2 separate regions of the Rattus norvegicus genome follow, and region 2 is linked to region 1. The links are chromatin contacts, called in public Hi-C maps. All regions are on one chromosome and are shown on one strand. Each heading gives the region's core, a stretch centred on a gene start, on an enhancer-like site or on the middle of the called end of the contact. The rest is flanking DNA. Distances are from core to core; before and after follow the strand shown.

Evidence for each region. Hi-C and Micro-C count contacts between places; a contact is called where the count stands out from the background.
Region 2: a Hi-C map of prefrontal cortex shows a contact between it and region 1, with 4 times the contacts expected there. The contact joins the promoter of Tox here to the enhancer-like site in region 1. A contact is called at or near these places in 4 of 12 Hi-C or Micro-C datasets (the Rat2 cell line, Schwann cells, frontal cortex and 1 more) and 1 of 1 datasets of contacts at active chromatin or transcription factors (oligodendrocytes).

Annotation. Positions count from the first base shown.
Region 1 is chr5:24,667,787-24,672,103 of GRCr8, forward strand. No RefSeq gene overlaps it. Among named protein-coding and RNA genes, the nearest start is that of Nsmaf, 290 kb to the left of the region's middle. Within about 2 kb of position 1,870, at least 14 of the 93 cell types and tissues checked have an H3K27ac peak or open chromatin away from gene starts, as enhancers often do. A contact at or near this core is called in prefrontal cortex, where this site is marked.
Region 2 is chr5:24,966,347-24,970,663 of GRCr8, forward strand. Tox (thymocyte selection-associated high mobility group box) reads right to left here and starts at 2,408. Exons shown (of 10, transcript NM_001108654.1): 1 at 2,233-2,408; 2 at 1,236-1,371. The coding sequence starts at 1,337. LOC134478930 (a long non-coding RNA gene) reads left to right here and starts at 1,535. Exons shown (of 3, transcript XR_010051699.1): 1 at 1,535-1,671; 2 at 2,684-3,032.

The DNA of each region.
Region 1 (4,317 bases), core at 620-3,119:
GGGTTCTGTCTAGATTCCATCCTTATTTAAACATCAAGATCCATCTGCACCAGTAACTAACCTCAAAGTAAGCGAAGTTTTTAGCATCTGCTTCTAAGTCCTTCTAGAAAGCTTAGCTCTTAGGTCAATTCCTCCCCGTGCCAAAGGGCACTGAGAAGTGCCAGTAGCAGAATATTACAGAACACCATGTTCTTATGAGTCTGCCCTAATGGGTCATCCTATACCAATGCCACACAGACTGAGACGAATCCTCACTGGAGCCATCCTGAGAAGGCTGCTGTAACTTCTACTACTGCACTTGGCCATTAAGGCCTGGTGTTCAGAGCACAACAGGGCTGTTCTCTCCACATCTTGTGAAAGACTGTGTTTGACCCAGTATAATTCTCAATCTGCCTTTTCTTTTATAGATGTCAAGTGAAGTGGTCTCATCCTGTAGTTTTCCAGCTAATGAGAGCAAGGGATGAATTTTGCCAAGGGGCTTGTCTTCTCTCTCTCTCTCTCTCTCTCTCTCTCTCTCTCTCTCTTTCTCCCTCTTTCTCTCTCTCTCTGTCCAAGAAGGAACCCTCAATGCTTTTTCTATAAACTGACAGAGAGTATCCAACTTTTATTCCACTTCCCCTTGGCTTTTTCAAGTGGGGGGGGGGGATAAAATGTTTTGGAATGCTAATGGCTTGAAACCTTTGCTAGCACATCTCTGTCTTTAAAACCTTTTGCCAACAACAGTTGCAGGCTGTGGTTTTCTTGTCTGTGTGAGGTGACTAACAGTGCAGCACTCTTATGTGGGGTTTGTGTTCACCTAGCACCCAAAACCACCTACTGGTTTCCGGCCCCCTTTATCAGCTCAAACCATCAGGTTTGAGCTGACATTTCAGCTCTGAGCGGCTCCCCATCCCCACCAAAGAAAGAATGTGACAGGAGGAAGAAAAGGCTTATTTGGCAGTAGTTGTACTCGCCGTTTGGCCTGGAGAGAGATGTTCAGAGCCGTGCAAGACTGTGCAGTAACAGCTGGCGGGCACCGGGGTGTGAGGCTGCTTTTCCAGTGATGACAGCCACTTACAGGAATGCTGCCAGATACAGCTGTTTAAAAGCCTTAATAAACAGCAAGTCAATACTAATCTTTGCCAAATTAATCTTTTCCCTGACAGCCCATCACAGCAATTATGTTTGGGCTTATTGTAAACACACGATTGTCAAACAGGGCCATGCCAGACTTTACAAAGACTGTAGTTTTGTTCATAGAAGGTTTAGAAATGTGTTTTTATTTTCCCTGTAGGGTTGTTTTTCCATGTTATTGTCTGGTCCTTTTTTTTTTTAACCCCTTTTTGGCCTCATGTCAGTGTGAATGAAATTTCACTTTTGAAAGCAAGCTGTTGATAAATGGGGAATGAGCATGCTGATGGGCTTCTGGAATTAGCTTTGTCTCTGGTGATGGTGAAATACAACCCATCATTGGTCTTGAGTGTCCACCAGGGAACACGCTCTTCAACTGCACTTTGCTCATACTCTGAGGCTGGACACAAAGGGTTGGTTAAGTATAAAATGATGGTGGAATTGATCCTATCTGTACACAGTAGATGCCACTTCCTCTAACTCAGTACTAAAGGTCTTTCTTCTCTTAGGGTCCCAAACTCCCTCTCCGTCCTCTTTCCCAGCACCTGGAGATGTATTTGTTTGCACCAAGAAACGGTGCCAGATGAAAGCATGAACATTGCCTTTGACTATCTTTTAAAGACGCTATTACTTTTTCTTCTCCTGGTGTCATTTAGGTGGGATCCAGAAAATGAATCCTTTATCCCTGTACCAAGTCTACCCACACTATCCTGTTCCCTCAGCCTGTTTGAATTTAGCATCCATACATTTGTCTACTGAGAGCTCTCTTGCTCCCAGCACTCCTACATGTCTAGCACCTTCTCCTCACTTGCATCTTCTTCCTGTGCTGAGGGGCATATATTTTATCTTTTGCTTGTCACAACTAGAAAGAAATGTTTTCGTTTCTTTCCTTCTTTCTTTCTCTCTCTCCTTCCTCCCCCTCTCCTGTCTTTCTTTCTCTTTCCTTCTTTCTTAAGAGAAGTTTTACTGTACTCCTGGCTCACCTGGAACTTGCTGTGCAGACCCAGCTGACTTGGAACCAGAAGCAACCCTCCTGCCTCAGGCTGGATTGAACTAGCATGGATCCTCCTGCCTTAGCCTGCCAAGGGCTGCTGGGATTAAGGGTATGTGCCACCATGCCCTGCTCTTTCAAACCTCTGTAGTCTTAGGTATCTTGGTGCAATATTTCCTTCTTTTCCTCTTCATAATGCTTCCCTTTAAGCAAATATTTCATTCATTTTTATATTTGAAAGGAAGCACAACACAATTTACATGGAGGATAATTTGCGATGTTTTCTTGCTTTTTATAACATTAAATTTGGACCTGCTGCGTGCTATAGTACTCCAGGTAGGGATATGAAAATCATTCACTTTCAAGGAGCCAGGGGAAGAGGAGAAGGGGAGAGAGAGGGAAAGGGGGAGGAAAGGGGGAAGAGCAGGCAGAGAGATTTGGGCCATGACTGACTTACATGAGTTTACATACTTAGGCTGAACTTACCCTACTTTTGTGTCCTGCTTTGCCACTGTTATTCATTGTCCAACCATCAGCAAGTAAGGGAGTTTTCTGTTCTTCTATGCTCACTTAAAAAGGAGGATTCACAGTAGAATAAGAATGTAGTCAATTCCAGTTCTATAAACAATGATGTGAGGACAACTCCCCATTACAGGTTTTCCTGTTTTAGTAGCCGGCAACTTCCCTCTAACAAAGATGCTGGGATCTACCGGACTCAGTCAGTTTACTATACTTCTTACCAGGCTGGCGCTTTCTAAGATGGATTCTAAGTGGAGTAATATGGAAACCATCTGCCAGTTACTTTTTGAGTGTATTTTGCTTAGTGCTTTGTAAAGTACTTAGAAAGTCTATTGAAAGCTACAGCTAAAAGTGTAGCTGTCTTTAGTTGCAACATCCTTCTGGTGGAGCACAGAAATGGCTTCTTGTGCTGGTACAAAAGGTGAGAACTGTCCAAGACACATGGGTCAAGCTAATGACTTTTTGAGTGAGAGGAAAAACTCGTCCGCACGGAAGAAGGAGAGAGATGGTGGCATTAATTCTAAGTTTGGCATTCTTAAGTTTTAAAAATTTCTGGGCAGTGAATTTGCCCTAGGATGGTACACATTGCTTTTTCAATTCTGGTGTTTTATGGACAGCTCTTGTCCCACGTAGAGGAAATTCTTGCCTCTAAGAAAACAAATAATAATTATCACAGAACACCACTTCCTCTTTAGCTCTATTCCTGAATTGGATTCCCATGCAAGTCATGATCTGACTCATTTTTCTATTGTCAACTCACTTGCATGTAGATGTAACTCAGGAATCCTGTTAGATATGCAACCCAGTCCTCCCCGCTGGCACAGTTTTCTTCCTCCGTTGAGCCACCATTATGATTTTGGATAGACCAGTGATGATACTTTAGATGCAGTACCATTATTGAATCCTAAAATAATGTTTCTCTTTACCCAGGAGCCATTGATCCTCTGAGTAGCAAGTTATATAAGTTATCTGTGTCTGAAGATGACCGAATTAAAAACAACCAATTTCTTTGGTTGGTGAGAAAACTTCAAGAACCTTTGAGGCCATCACAGCTGTTCATGCGTCTTGCACTCTGTCACTTCTGGCCTGAGGTTTACATGAGATTCATCATTTCACTGGGAATGTCCTTTCAAGTCTGAGTAGAATACAGTCATGTACAGTGAGAGTTTAATTGATAATTTATTTCACATTTGATGTATTTTTTTCTTTTCGCCTGCCAGGAAAAGCTGCAGACAATCTCCTGATACACCTCTTATCTTAGCTGGTCGGACTCTTCTCAGTTTGGACTTAATGTAGGAGAAAGTAATATTTTATCATAATACAATAATAAAAGGCATTAGTTAATTAATAATGCTGGTATATTTCTAAAATACTAAACAGCCAAACAATAAACTGGGAAGTTAATCACACGAATTCTTATACAGTATCAAGACAGGAAAATTTGAGCTCTCGACCCCGGCCATTTTAATAATAACACTGAATGTGCATTATTTATTAGTCATTACATGCCAAGTGATTCAACTCGCACAGTGTCTGAAAAACCAATCCAAAGCAAGCAAGACTTTTGTCTTTTTAATTTTGACTGGATTACATGATATATTTGTATTTAAATTGTTGAGGTTATTTCATTCCGCAAAACAATCATTCTCTTCATGTCCAGCCAGATGAATTTACGTGACAGAAGCCCGTGGAAGGGA
Region 2 (4,317 bases), core at 1,158-3,657, 300 kb after region 1:
TAAAGTGAGGACTTCTCAGCGGACAAATGTTGGGAGTTTCAAAGATTTTCCCCATAGAATTCATCTACTTGTCAGTGAGAAGTGCCTGAAAGGACTGGAAGAATCTGGTGGGCTTTTCATCAAACAAGAACTGGAGTCCAAAAGGCCCGCCACGCATTTCAGAGAACTAGTCCCCACCAAACCATATCAGCCAGGACTGCTTAGACAAGTCCAACAAGCCCTAGGAGAGAAGAGATGTGGCCTGTGGCTGCTCTTGGGAGGCATCCCTCTGTGACCCTCTCAGGTTTTGCCTGCATGAAGCCAGGAGAGCAATGACTTCCCTAGAAACTCCTGGCTGTCCTATCCTTGGGCCAAGTCGAGCACCGGAGCAGTTTCACCAGTGTCCTTATTCTGGGTCACCAGCATAAAATACCTTTCCCCTGTCCCGGGTGGCCCTTGCACTGGTAGTCAGCAGACTATGGTGTAGCCCAGCCAGGGACCTTGCTTCAGCCAGGCAAAGAGCGTCGGAGCTTTACACTTGAATGCAAAGAGCTGGGCTGGCTTCCTGTAAACTTGCTATTTCCACACACCCCAAACGAGATCTATTCCCCCAAATCATAATCGGACTAGCCCACTGCGCCATGGGCCTCGAGGGCCGGCGTCGGAACTCTGGTTCTGTGGCCGGAACAGAAAACAAAAGAGTTACAGAATAATTTTCACGGTGCGGGAACGCCGGAGCCTCCGGGGTCCGGGTACCCCACTCCTAGTTGCTCCTCTGGCAAGTGATCCGAAGCAAGAAAGCGATGCCACGAGCCCCCGCTGTCCAAGAAAGGGAGGGAGAAGTAGGAACTAGAATATAAACTGAATTCTCCTACTCTGCCTCAGTTCCCAGACCCCAGACACACCCCCAAAGTATTCCGTGGGTTTTCTCTCTCGATCGCTCGCTTTTTTTTTAAATGTCTCCCGGCAAACCTAAGCAGGGATCCTTAGTGGCGAACAGCAGGAAGGAAAGAATACGAGCAAATCGTGTCACTTTCCGCACAATCGCGTTGTTTGGCAAACCCCCGGAGCTGCTCCACAATATTTACTACCCGAGCGCACGCAGCGCCGCCGCGGGCTGCGACCGAGCGCTCCCGGAACGGGCCTCTGCGAGCCGGCCCAGTCCGCCCAGCGGGCCCCATCGCGGTCCAGCCACCGCTGCCCCCCTCCCGGGATCGAGCCGCCAGAATCGGTGCAGACAAAAGCAGAGTGTTCACCTTGTTGCAATAGTAGGGGTCCAGGCAGGGAGAAGGTCCCAGACAGGGAGCGGCGGGCGCAGCAGCGGGCTGGGCTGGAGGTGGATAAAATCTTACGTCCATTTCACTCTCACATCAAGCAACTCCTTTTCTTTTCCTTTTTGAAAAAAAAAAAAAGTGCTCAGAAGAAAAAAAAAAGCTTAGACGGAACAGAGAGAGGCGTCTGGGCTCAGGAGTAAAAGAAACACCTTCCTTCCCTCACATCCGTTTGTGGTTTGTTTAAGAAGAGGAGGAAAAGAGAGAGAGAGAAAAGAGAGAGAGAGAGAGAAAAAAACGCACAGAGGGTGGAAAAGTGCTCAACTCTCCCCCCCTAAGCCGCGGCGCGCACCCGTCCACGCCGAGCGCGCAGCCTGCCTGGTCCGCTCGGCCCCGGCGCTCTCGGCCCGCCGCCGGGCAGGTAACTTCACGCGCTCATTGTCCCCCCCGCCCGCCGCCCCATCCCCGCCTCCTGCGCCCTTCACCGCCCGGTACTCGCGCTCGGGCTCGGGGTTCTGGGCGTTTTATTGGAGTCTCTGCCTTGCTCTGCTTTTGGTTTTTCTCCACGTTAGAGGCCTGGGATGGGGGAATGATGGGGTGTGAGTGTGGTGGGGGGAGATCGGGATCGGAGGACACTAGAGTCTCAGACCGGAGGGGTGGCGACAGCAGCGGGACGCGGCCCAAAGGGTACAGTTGGGGACCGGGGTCAGGCGAGGGACAACTGCAGGGGGCAGAGGAGGGAAAATGAGGCCCGAGCAGTAGTGGTGGGACCCCGGGCAGTGTCCCTGCCCTAGGCAGCACCTCCGGGTGGGTGCCGTGGAGGTGGATAGAATCACACAAAGGGGCTGGAGAGTCGGAGCACGGGCTGACTGGGGCACCGCGGGGCTCACACAGCAAGGGGGCGCTGTGGCGCACCCCCGCCCAGCACCCCGCAGTCCCGCCCACCTCCCCACCCCATTCTCCGAACTCCCCCACCACTTACTCCCGCCTGGAGTAGCTGCACTGCCAACCTCTGTACCACGCGGGAGGTAGAGGAGAGGGTGTCCCGTAGCGCTGCTCCGGAGCCTGCAGGGAGCGCAACCTCTGCTTCATGCTAGTGGGCAACTGACCAAGGGACCCCAGCTGATCGCAGTGCGATGAGCAGTGCTCCTGGAGTTAGTGCTCAGAGGGCATCCGCACTCTGCTTGGGTACTCCACAGGAGGGTTTGCGGAGGCTGAGCCTGCCCTTGGTGGACTCACAAAAAGACCCTAGGGGTGCTAAGAAGGGTAAATAAGGAAACAGTTATCAGCACACCATGAGCTAACATCTGGGACTGTTAGTTGCCTCTTGGAATTATACTTTCCCTGCTGGATTCCCTGTAGTACTCTTGGAGCCTCACTTCCCACCCCAGCCTCCATAACCTGCAGTCTGCTTCCCTTTTCTCTCTTGGCAGGTAGGATAAGGATACCATCCACATTTAGTTTTACTTCGTCAACCCCCAAACTTGCAACATTGTGTCCCCTGGCATCTGGGAGCGTTTGGGGGCCCTGATGACTGTCCAGTGGACACCCTCCATTCTCCCGAGAAAGACTTCAGAGGGAAGTCAAAATAGGAGTGGGCAGTGTTTACCTTACGAGGGTGAATTCCTCATTGCCGCACACCTCAGAGGCCCAAGACCTGGTAAAAAAAAAAAAAAAAAAAAAAAAAAAAAAAAAAGCTGGAAGTTTGTGTCCAAGAGTTTCCAGCGTCGAAGAATGTGTGGAAACAGTCTCTTTACCTACCCCCAACTTTTTTAGAGCAAGGTGAGTAGTAGCCAGCTACTCTCTGTCTCTCTGAAGCCTTTTCCAGGTTTCTCTTCCCCTATAATTAGGAGCACCAGTCAAATGCAAAGGATCAGGGGAAGCTACAGATGCCCTGTAAGGATGATAAATTAGCATCCTTGGGTTCTCTCCTCTAAGCAAAAGCCTTTGGGAACAATTCCTTGATGTTGCTCTCCACCTCTGGTAGCCTCTTTCTCTTAAGCTGTTGTCCTCGGTCTTACTTTTATGGGTAGCAAGAACACAGCCTCTTACCTTAAGACTAAGACAATGGATGTTGGCATAAGGAAAAGAAGAGTCAGGAAAGATTTTTCTCTCTGCATTCAAAGCCTTTGAGTCACAAAATAAGTGGAAAGATGAACTTTCCTCTATTAAGGGTCTTTACAATAACAATTACAAGAAGTTTGGCTGTTCATAACATTGGTTTTAAAATTCATTTGTAGATGCTTGTGTGTGTGTGTGTGTGTGTGTGTGTGTGTGTGTGTGTGTGTGTGTGTGTGTGTGAAAAGCCTGGAGCTTTAAACGAAACATATCTAATCTCAAGTTTCTGTCATCAACAGATATCATCAAATTATTCCATATAAAGTTTGAGCTTTATAAACTTCCCTAGGATTCATAATCAACTTCTGTTTGGCCCTTGAATCACTAGAAAAATGGATTGGTTTATACCTGGAATGGTTTTTCCTGTCAGTGTCTTGACTCCTTGGACATACTGGATGTGCCATACCACTTCTTTCTGCTACCATTATGGGAAACCCAAATGCCAGGGACCCGTGTCTTAATGCTACAAGCAACCTGATTTCTTTCACAGGAGGCATGTGGAGTCAAAGTGGGATGTTTGAGCTTTGCATGCTGAGAAATTTGAGCTACTGGGAAGAAAGTGCATTCACCACCAGAGATCTTAACACTACAGCATGCTCATCTCAATATAATAATTCAAAATACCCACCACTGTCTAACATTCTGCCCAAGGTCCACATTATACTGAATGGTAATATTCCGTTCCACTGGAGGGAAATCTAAGTAGCTACACCTTGGAGTAAACACTACTTTAAAAATGAGATAGTTCTCTTCATAGCATGCTAAGTTTCTCATTCATTTCTCCATATAGTACTAAGCAAAGACAGACAGACACACAAGCTGTACATGGCTATGAAAAGAACCAAAACCATCACAACAAAACAATACTTAAAACAGCAAAGCAACGAAGTAGAGACTTTCCTAGACATTCACAAATGAATAATGAAAATGTGGTCCTTATACACACTGG